Regions from separate parts of the Sus scrofa genome. Here region 1 is linked to region 2. Evidence: chromatin contacts called from public Hi-C data. All regions are on one chromosome and are shown on one strand. The core of a region is the stretch at or near the end of the contact, and the rest is flanking DNA. Distances in the headings are between cores, read along the strand shown.

Evidence for each region. Hi-C and Micro-C count contacts between places; a contact is called where the count stands out from the background.
Region 1: a Hi-C map of liver shows a contact between it and region 2, with 5 times the contacts expected there. The contact joins the promoter of REXO2 here to the enhancer-like site in region 2. A contact is called at or near these places in 1 of 5 promoter capture datasets (liver), 12 of 47 Hi-C or Micro-C datasets (embryonic fibroblasts, fetal heart ventricle, heart right ventricle and 5 more) and 1 of 2 datasets of contacts at active chromatin or transcription factors (skeletal muscle).

Annotation. Positions count from the first base shown.
Region 1 is chr9:41,974,079-41,979,603 of Sscrofa11.1, forward strand. It overlaps REXO2 (oligoribonuclease, mitochondrial), which reads left to right and starts at 3,891. Exons shown (of 7, transcript XM_003129878.3): 1 at 3,891-4,194; 2 at 5,167-5,250. The coding sequence starts at 4,048.
Region 2 is chr9:41,883,643-41,889,214 of Sscrofa11.1, forward strand. No RefSeq gene overlaps it. Among named protein-coding and RNA genes, the nearest start is that of NNMT, 15 kb to the left of the region's middle. Within about 2 kb of position 2,864, at least 10 of the 83 cell types and tissues checked have an H3K27ac peak or open chromatin away from gene starts, as enhancers often do. A contact at or near this core is called in liver and skeletal muscle, where this site is marked.

The DNA of each region.
Region 1 (5,525 bases), core at 2,641-5,140, 91 kb after region 2:
ATTCTGGAGTTCCCATTGTGGCTCACTGGTTAAGGAATCCGACTAGGAACCATGAGGTTTCGGGTTCGATCCCTGGCCTTGCTCAGTGGGTTAAGGATCCCGAGTTGCTGTGAGCAGTGGTGTAGATCGAAGATGCGGTTTGGATCCAGCATTGCTGTGACTCTGGCGTAGGCCAGTTTTTATAGTTCCGATTAGACCCCTAGCCTGTCAACCTCCATATGCCACAGGAGCAAAAGACAAAAAAAAAAAAGGAAGGACAACTTGAATGAACTTTGAGGACATTATGATAAGCAAACTAAGCCAGACACAAAAGGACAAACACTGCATGATCCTATTTATATGAGGTACTCAAAATAGTCAAATTAATAGAGACAGAAAGAGAAATAAATGGTGGTGGCCACAAGCTGAGAGGGGGTATGGGTGGAAACAAAGAATTAGTCTTTAATAGAATGTAATTTTCAGTTTGGGAAGATGAAAAAGTTCTGGAGATGGATGGTGGTGATGGTTGCACAACAGTGTGAATGTATTTAATGCCACTGAGAAGTTTCCTTCATGGCTCAGCGGAAACAAACCTGACTAGTATCCGTGAGGTTGCAGGTTTGATCCCTGCCCTTGCTCAGTGGGTTAAGGATCCGGCGTTGCCGTGAGCTGTGGTGTAGGTCGCAGACGTGGCTGGGATCCCGTGTTGCTATGGCTCTGGTGTAGGCCGGCAGCTGTAGCTCCAATTAGACCCCTAGCCTGGGAACCTCCATATGCCATGAGAGCAGCCCTAAAAATACAAAAAAAAAAAAAAAAAAAAAAAAATGCCATTGAGCTGCAGACTTAAAAATGGTTAGAGTGGGGGAGTTCCCGTCGTGGCGCAGTGGTTAATGAATCCGACTAGGAACCATGAGGTTGCGGGTTCGGTCCCTGCCCTTGCTCAGTGGGTTAACGATCCGGCGTTGCCGTGAGCTGTGGTGTAAGTTGCAGATGCGGCTCGGATCCAGCATTGCTGTGGCTCTGGCTAGGCCGGTGGCTACAGCTCCGATTGGACCCCTAGCCTGGGAACCTCCATATGCCGCGGGAGCAGCCCAAGAAATAGCAAAAAGACAAAAAAAAAAAAAGGTTAGAGTGGGAAATTTTACATTATGTTTATTTTACCACAATTCAAAGTATAAAAGTAAAAAACACTTTAAAAAGTAGTGATTTTGTACAGCACAGGGAACTGTATCCAATCTCTTGTAGTAGAACATGATGGAAGATAATATGAGAAGAATGTTTATATATGTATGACTGGGTCATTTTGCTGTAGGGCAGAAATTGACACAACATTGTAAAAATATACTTTAATTAAAAATTTTTTTCAGTAGTGAGGTTTAAATAATGGGAGGGTTTTTGTGGCCTTGGCCATGTCCTGTCAGGAAACTGATCAGAACTGGGATTTAGTCCCAATCCAGATCCTTACTAACAGGATGAGCTTGAGTGAGCTAAATCCTTTCTCTCTCTCTCTCTGGGCCTCAGTTTTCACATTTGTGCAATGTAGGGGGTCGAGTCACCTTCAAAGTCCCATCTAGCTCGAACAACCTAGGATCTCTTGAGGCTGGGTATGTGAGGTCTGGCAGAACTGCTATGCCCACTCCTACTCTTATGACCTTAAACCCAGAGGGACCAGAAACATTTCAGTCTGACTACCAGCAACGTGGAAAAGCTGACTCAGTCCTGTTGCCTTAGAAACTACAAAGTTAAGATAAATGTGGAATGCTGTGTCTGGAAACCTCTTATCTGAATCTCTGCCCCTGGGCTGGTCGTTGAGGCAACTTCTCTGTGTCAAAGTGACCCAGGTGGCCCAGATACTTTAAGAGGAGCTGTTATACTCTCTCTGAAATGACTTCCAACAGCAAAGTTCCCCATAGTCTGTGATTTTAGAGGACAAGATTTCTTGGCACTTATCCTTTGTGATTAATTAACAAAAGCAGTTCTTAAAGATTAACAACAGAATTGAAAAAGCAAAGTTCTGAGCACAGTGTTGTGACTTTGAGATACATAATGTTAAGAAAGGAAAAGGGAACACAATGATTGAGTCACTGTGGGACAAGGCTGCTTTAAGATTATAGGGCCCAATACATGTATATATTTTTGGCTGTACCTGTGGCATGTAGAAGTTCCCAGGCAGGAATCGAACCCGAGCCACAACGGTGACAACACTGGATCCTTTACCTGCTGTGCCCAAAAGGAAATCCAAGGGCCCATATTTTGTGTCTGCCCTCTCTTTATTTACATGGTTTGGATTTGTGAATTTGGTGCATACATCTTTCTGCTTTGGGACATTAACCTTTAAGATTTTCAATTGAATGTTATTACACACAAAACCCAATAGACTATACAGCTTCTTACATTATAATACCATTCATCTAAAATGTGTTTTTATTGTTATAATGAAAGTACATTGCTATGAAAACCAAAGTTTCAAAACCATCCACACAACATTTACTACTCAATATTTTAAAATTATGATCATAAGTTTTCAGGATACACCTTCTTAAATGTAAATAGCATTTCATAAATTATAATTTGTAATAAAACTGCTTAGTGTTCCAGTAGTATCTTTGAAAAACAAAGGGTGTTCTTTGAAAATATGAACAAATAATGACACTTCAGGAGAATAAAAAGTGCAACTGATAAAAGCTTATATACTTCAGTGGATTCTAATTTATATGAATCAGGTTTAAAACCAGGGAAAAAACTAAAGAAATGTAGACCATTTCTTATAAAGTAGCAAGTCAGTAAAAAGCTATGGCAAACAATGTGACTCATCAGGCAACTCAGAATATATACACACTGTGCTCATATGTATACATTTACACACCATTCATTGGATGACACTTCAAAGGGATTTTCTCTGTGACCTGGCAGAGATATTGAAGGTGAAATCCAGGACTCTGTATTATCCTTAATGCTCTTATTAGGCAACAAAGTTTCTCTCTCAAAAAACCAGCTCACCAGGTTTGAATTACATGCGATGGACCACCAGCTCAATTAGAGGCAATATGGCTTTCAGAAAAATACCCAGAATACAGTTCCAGGTTGAGTGCAATGCTTGTGACAAAGTCATACTCAAAGCCCAAACTTGATACTGAATAGCCAAAGATTTTAGAGACTCATGCTATTTGACACTCCAGGGTCAAAAGATCCTGTTGGTGGGAATGGAAACTACCGGTGTTATTGGAGGAGATTAAAAATACTTTGATCAAAACCAAAGCAGATTGAAGAGTGGGCAGAGCTCTTTTTAGTTCACTTTAACTTGCTGCATAGATTTGTTATACAAGGAGAAGATTCAACTTTGTGAACGTGTCAGGGTGAAGTAGGAAGTCATTACCACTAACATCGAACAGCTGAACTGAAACACAGCCCACGGGACATCCCTCAGTAAGCAATAAGGAGTAAATCCTTTGCCGACGAAGAAGACTTTTATTCAGCACCTAACAAGTGCTAAGTTACCTCTCAGATAAGATCTTTTAAAGGTTTCCAAAAGATTTGATGATAGTAGAATTGGCCTTCCGGCCTAAAAAAGAGCATATCGCCCTGCTGTCTCATGTAAAGGAGAAAAATACCCAGTGTGTGGAGCGGAGCAGCAGGTAAGTAAAAAGGAGGTTAAAAAGAGTAAAAAAAGAAAAATATATTTGAAAAAAATAAAAAATAGGTAACAAGTCTTTTTTACCAAACGAACTAAGAGAGTTTTTTCTCAGCTAGGCGGCTTGCAACTAATCCAAATTCAGGAAATAACTCTTCAAAAGGAATAAACTTAGTTCGGAAAAACAGGCGCGTCCAGTAACACCCGAAAACACGTGGCGGGGGCGGGGAAATTGGTCGCAACACCAGGCAAGACTCTAAGTCCCATCACGCCATTCGGCAACTAAGTCCGACTGTTCATGGCGAGCCGGCGCATTGGATGCTGGGACTAGTGGTTTTTGCTCCGGCGCTTCCCCGCGGGTTTGCGACGTTTAGCGACTATCGCGCCTGCGCCAGCGCCGGCTGAGAGGCTGGGGCCGTGGCGGCTCGTGCCGGGTGATGCTAGGCGGCTCCCTGGGTTGCAGGCTGTTGCGAGGTGTGGGTGGGACTCGCAGGCAGTTCGGGGCGCGGGGTGTCCGCGAAGGTGGCGCAGCCATGGCGGCGGGGGAGAGCATGGCTCAGCGGATGGTCTGGGTGGACCTGGAGGTGAGTCAGGTCGGTTGGGGGGTGAGGGAAGGCGAGTGAGGTTTCGCGCGTGGCATCAAGTAGCCGAGCCTGTCCGGGGAGAGCGGCGGTGTTTGGATCTCAGGTGTGGCAGGTGAGCGCCGCTCGGTTGTGGGCGGCGCGGGGCAGGGCGCGGGGCAAGAGTCCTGTGGGTTTGGGGGACTGTGCCCGACTGTAGGCTTTCTTTTCCAAAGGGAGGAGTCATCCATATGGCTTCCCCAACCCCTCAATTCCTCCCAGATGTGGACCTCCCTAACGCTTGGGGCCCTTTGGGCTCGGGGTCCCAGGGGTGGAGGTGGGCAATGCGGCTCTGCCAGACCCGACTTCCCAGCCTCCCGGGACCTTAGGTTGTTAGAGCTAGACGGGACTCCGGAGATGACTCAGCCTTACCCCATATTCCATAAATGAGAAAACTGAGGCCCAGAGAGAGAAAGGATTCAGCTCATTCAAGGTCGTGCTGTTAGTGAGGATCTGAGTTGGGACTCCAACCTAGTTCTTATCCTTTTAGGTTTTCCATACTCAACCAAGGACTCTCTCCTTCCCTTGAGCCTCAGTTTTCTCCTATGTGAAATGGGGATAATAATGCAAAATTGTGATGAAGACCAAGTGACGTAATTAATATAAAAACTTTGTAAACTCTGTACAAAGATGTAGTGATGTTAGTTATCCAACTCTTCCAAAATTGGATGCTGTCAGCACTCAATTTTGCTTGCTTTGCATCTGCCCCAGAGTAGAACTGTGATGCCGGACATGTAGCAGGCCCTTGGTAAATGTCTGTTGGACCAAAAACTCATATTGAGCGCCTTAAGTACTTGGCCAGGGAGTGTTATTGTCTCTTCTTTCCTGGCTCTGGGATATAATTTGAGTATGCTTGAAGGGTTTCCTGTTAAATAAACTTGGGTACGGTAGACCAACAAGATGGTTTTTTTGTGTGTTACATATTTTCTATTGCAGATGACAGGATTGGACATTGAGAAGGACCAGATTATTGAGATGGCCTGTCTGATAACTGACTCAGATCTCAACATTTTGGCTGAAGTAGGTGATGCCTTGTAATAACCATACTTAGAGTGTATTAGAAATTGAAAGATCACTTTTTTCCACATCTCTTTATTTAAAAAATGCAGAAACTGGGGTCCCTATAGATTAAGGTCCCTATAGATTAATGCTGTCATTTACTGAGAGCTTACTGTGTGCTAGGCACAGTTCTAAGTGCTTTACAGGTATTCACTCTTAATCCTCACGGCAACTATAAGGTGTAGGTACTATTATTTTATGGAAAGAGACATTTTGGCACAAAGGTGTTGGGTAAT
Region 2 (5,572 bases), core at 1,614-4,113:
GAGGTTCCCAGGCTAGGGGTCTAATCAGAGCTGTAGCTGACGACCTACACCAGAGCCAGAGACATGGGATCTGAGGCACGTCTGTGACCTACACCACAGCTCACGGCAACGTGGGACCCTTAACCCGCTGAGTGAGGCCAGGGATCGAACCTGCATCCTCATGGATCCCAGTCCGGTTCCTTTCTGCTGAGCCACAGCGGGAACTTCCATATTTTTATTTACTTGGTGATACATAACACAGTATGGGTCCGTTTCCAAGTATTTGACATCATAGGACGTTCACATTGCAACATGCTACCCTGCTTACGATTTCTAGAGATCTTGCCCTGAAGGACACTAACAGGCCAGTCCAGGCTGCACTGAGAAGGCCAAAGCCAGCTGTTATTATAAGCAGGTGGGGGGGAGGGGGTCAGGCCTGCGCATCCTTTTTGCACATGACCCCCAGGAGCCAGCACCAGTCACCAGGCCACACGGAAGCCACCAAATCTGTGGGAACAGGGCTCTCCCAAACCCCTGCCATCTACCTCCACCCAGAAGGAAGGAAGGTCACAGCTTCTCCTGAAACATCTGCATTTGGGTACCCCAATGCCCCCACCCCCACCCCCAGAGAATGACTCTGGCTTACCTTTGCATAAATGCAAACAAAAACACAAGCCTTCCTTTAAAACAGGATTTCCTGGTTTGATCTCTTCTAAAAACAGTAATTTCTTTGTAAACCAAGCTTTCAAATGATAGGTTTTCCACTTTTCCCTATGCAAGTTTGGGGGGGGATGGTGGGGTGGAGCTGAGAGTAGACTGGCCATGACAACTTGGTGAGACTGAGCAGAGGTAGATTTTACTTCTAAGGGGTCATTTGCTGTTTGTTTTGCAACTGTTGGTCTGTTTCCCCACTGAACTGTGAGTCTCTTGGGTTAATAGATTCCTCAACCCTTGGGCCAGACCTGGGCACAGAGCGGTGACTGCAGGAGGTGAGAGCCCGGTGGGCACTTACGTTCTGGAAGAGGGAGTGGGCATAGGCAGGCGAGGAAACTCATCAATGAATGTGATACCCTCTGACAGTGGTAAGAGCTAGGAAGGCGCTCTATCAGGGTAATGGCATGGAGACTGAATGGCAGAACATTTGACTAAAAATGGTTTAAACAATAGGGGTTTATTCGTTTCATGAATAAGAAATTCAGAGGTAGGCCCCTGAGGAGAAAGTGGGGTTCCACTTTCATGCTAAGCAAAATGAGTCAGAAAGAAGGAGTTCCCATCGTGGCTCAGAGGTTAACAAACCCGACTGGCATTCATGAGAACGCGGGTTTGCTCCCTGGCCTCACTCAGTGGGTTAAGGATCTGGCATTGCCGTAAGCCGTGGTGTAGGTCCCAGACATGGCTCGTATCCCAAGTTGCTGTGGCTGTGGTGTAGGCCAGCAGCTAGAGCTCCGATTGGACCCCTAGCCTGGGAACCTACATATGCCACGGGTGTGGCCCTAAAAAAGACCAAAAAGACAGAAAAAAAAAAAAGTCAGAAAGAGAAAGACAAATGCCATATGCTATCACTTATATGTGGAATCTAAAATACGACACAAATGAATACATTCACGAAACAGAAACAGACTCACAGATTAGAGAACAGATTTGTTGCCAAAGGGGGGAGGGAGATTGGGAGTTTGGGATCAGCAGATGCAAACTGCTATATATTTATATATAGAATAGATAAACAACAAAGTCCTACTGTATAGCACAGGAAACTACGTCCAATCTCTCGGTATAGAGCATGTTGAGGGATGATAGGAGAAAAAGAATGTTTATATATGTGTGACTGGGTCACTGCTGTACAGCAGAAATTGGCACAACAATGTAAATCAACTATACTTAAAAAAAAAAGAGCTCCCTCCTCCCCTTCCAATGTGACGCATTCAATAGAAAATGACAGAAAATGGAGGGAGGGTGGGGGCAGATGACATCAACTATGCTAATAATTTTCAAACTGCAAGCTGACAGTCATTAGCGTATCGTAAAAACACTCTAATGCGTCACCATAAACATCTGGAAAAATAATAGAGAATAAACTCAAAAGCAAAATCCCAGATAGTAGCACTTCGTGTAGTACTATTTTGTGACGTTTTGTATCAGTTTCATTAAAAAACTACACACAGATCTAAACAGATAAAAAAAAAAGACCTGTTTATGTATATAAAGACATATATTTGGTATTGGATCATGATGCAAAAATGTATTTATTACTTTAGGTGGTGATAAAAAAAATAACTTTGAAAGCCCCTGGGCTGTACTCTGGGCTTCTGAGACTCAGCTGTGACAGCCAACGTTTTCTCTTTCAGGTAGAGAAGAAGGACGTGGCCCCTGTTCTTAATGAACTCTGAGTCATTGGGGGGAACCTTCACGCAAACAGTTCCAATCTGGGGCAACACGGGCTCTGGGACGAGTGGCCCAGGTGCTTTTTTTTGTTTATCTTCTTTGTTTTTTGGGTTTTTTTTTTTTTTTTTTTTTTTTTTTTTTTTTTGCCTTTTTCTAGGTCCGCTCCCGCCGCACATGGAGTTCTCAGGCTAGGGGTCGAATTGGAGCGGCAGCCGCAGCCCACACCAGAGCCACAGCAACGCAGGATCGAGCCATGTCTGCGACCTACACCACAGCTCACAGCAACACCAGATCACTAACCCACTGAGCGAGGCCGGGGATCGGACCCGCAACCTCATGGTTCCCATTCGGGCTCGTTAACCACTGCGCCACGGGAACTCCAAGCCCAGGTGCTTTGGACGGGAGAGGTCTGGAGAGCGGGCTTTAGCTCTGGGTCCTGCCTGCGGCTGCACGGGGGTGTGTTTGGCCGACAGAGAACAAAAGGCGAGGAACGCCCTGACCAGAGGCACGAAGCACCTCCTCCTGCTATCACGCTTCTCCTGGGTTTGTTCGACCTGGGAAGCCAGGAACCTAAGCAAACATCTGGCTGCTGGGCTTTCGTTTGCTTTCCCTGAAATCCAACAGACCCACCAAGTCACTAGCAAACACTGACAGCCGGTCATGCTGGTCCTGGCTTATAAATCTCTTTGACTGCTGACCCAGTACAGGTGTTTTTCAGTCTCTTTTTGGTCTGCTTTCTGGGGAAGTGTTCCCCAGCCTCACCCTGAGCAAATGTTCCTGATGCAGGACGCTGCAAGCCTGTGTGTAATGTCCTGGGCAACGACCGGGGAAGAGGAAAGCTATTTAAAGGGCTGTTCAACCACTTGGTGCGTGCAGCCAGCCCGGTCAGCCCAGCCTTCATAATTCCCATCGCCTGGCTGTCACTGGTAATAAGAGGAGACGTCCGTGATATGACTTACTAGGCTGATCTTTAAAAGCTGTGACGGCCCCCTCTAATTTTAGCCTCAGCCAACTCGGAGAGCACGAGGGGACCATTAATCTTACGGAGACTCGAAGCCGGTGGGGAAAACTCTGGATTGGGGGACAGAAACCAGGTGTGGATTTTCGTCTTACGCCTTGATTGCCCTGAGAGTAGCCGTCCACCTTTGCCAGGGCCCCTCCGTCCACGAGGAATAATAAGCATCTGGCAGGACCCCTGAGATCAAATGAGATCCCTGCGAAGGCAGAGGGTAACGTGTCAAATGATTCATGGCACTTCGGTGACTTGGAGATTATCAACCCCTGCTAGGGCAGCCGCTGAGCTCCAGGTCGCTCCATTCATTCATCAGGGATCCCTTCCTGAACTGAGTAAGTATGGCCTTTGGAAGCTCTTTAAAAAGCTCTTCAAAAGCTCTCAACCATGTCATGGAGAGGCTCCAGTCATGACTAGGGAAACCTGTCTTGCATGCGATCAATATTTAAGGCAGCAGTACCTTGAATCCAGAGTCTTTTTCACAGCGATTCATTCATTCAGCAGATGTTTATGACACCCTGTTACAGGCCAGGCTGAGGGGCTGGGGATGTTCCACTGAAGGTGGCAGCCTCTGGCCCCCGTGGGATCTTACATCCTTTAGAAGGAGACCAGAAAGTAGTGCATTCAGAGAGACCCTTAGAATCAGCACTAGTTTTATTTTGATTCTCAGGTCAGCCAGTCAGGAATCTTTGCCCTTTCGGACAGAGCTCACCCCCAATGCGATACACCAAGCCTTTCTTAAAGCTGTATCTGTCCATTTATAGATCAGCTTTGCTCAAAAAAATTGTTTGAGCTATAGATACGGTGTTTAAGGAAGATTATCACAAAGGAAAACCCCACTGTGCTATGTTCCTATTTTCCAGTGGAAGCAGTGATTTAACCTATTTGGGTGGACGATTTTCTCCTCTTCCTTTCTGGCAACACTTCTGCCCTGAATTGGAAATGCTTTCCTTGGCCCCCCAATTGCCAGTAGAGGGCACACGCAGCTTTTGTTGGAGACCATTCCTGACAGTGCCCATTTATACAGCAAGGAATTTAAATTGCATTGAACCTTCCAAAACAAGAAGCTTTTCCTTTTATGCTCTCTATTTATGAGGCTGCTAGAGAAAAAGGAAAGGGAATTCAGCCTGTTTTTCTTTAACAAAAAAAAAATATATAATTGTTTTTATAGATACATTAAAAAATTTCCCTGTTAGGTCTATACACAAAATGCAAATTTTAATAAACCACACAGAGACTCTCGGACAGATTAGCATAAGAAACGTTAAACATTAGATGATAGGGTTAACTCACTATGATCTATTTCCCGTTTATTCACAGAAGGAAAAAGAAGTTTTTGTGCTTTTGCAAAATGCAGTTTTTTAATATTTAAAAAAGGAAGAGCTCTTCCTGTGGTTTCTGACCAAACCATGAAATGTCTTTCATTTTATTTTGATAGTGTCTGATGAATTCAGGGAAAGACCGGGGGTTGAATTTCCAACCCTCCACAAATAATCCGTGAATATTGCCTTGGTTCTGACCTCAGCGGGGAGGACCAGGAAGTATTTCCTTTCTCGTCTCTCTCTCCGCCTCAGAGGAAAACTCTGGAATATTTAAAGAGAAGAGAGGTTAAAGAACCGCCAGCACTAGTTCGGCTGCTCTTCAGAAAGATCAGGCATCTCCTTGGCCGACCACCCGATTGACTGGCACTCACCTTAAGAGCAGGGACTTAAGTACTCCACAGGCAAAAAGAGGAGAAAGATGTTTCTGGAAGGAGGGTGAGCTGTTAGTTTATCACTCCTTTTATTCTCAAGGTCAATTTCTGTCCCCTTTTCACTGTCTTCCAATATTTGCTAAATGCCGTGGAAATTCCAGGTATTTGATGTATCCCTTGCCTTCATGGAATTTGCAATCTTACTTGTGATTAAGATTCACAAAGTGAAACACCAAAACCCTTTTTTTTTTTTTTTTTTAGGGCTGCAAGAGCGGCATATGGAGGTTCCCAGGCTAGGGATCGAATCAGAGCTGTAGCCGCCGGCCTGAACCACAGCCACAGCCACACAGGATCCAAACCTACACCACAGGTCGCAGCAGTGCTGGATCCTCGATTCACTGAGCAAGGCTGGGGATAGAAACTGCATCTTCACGGACACTAGCTGGATTCATTTCCACGTCGCCACAACAGGAACTCCAAAACCTCCTATTTTATAGATGTGGAAA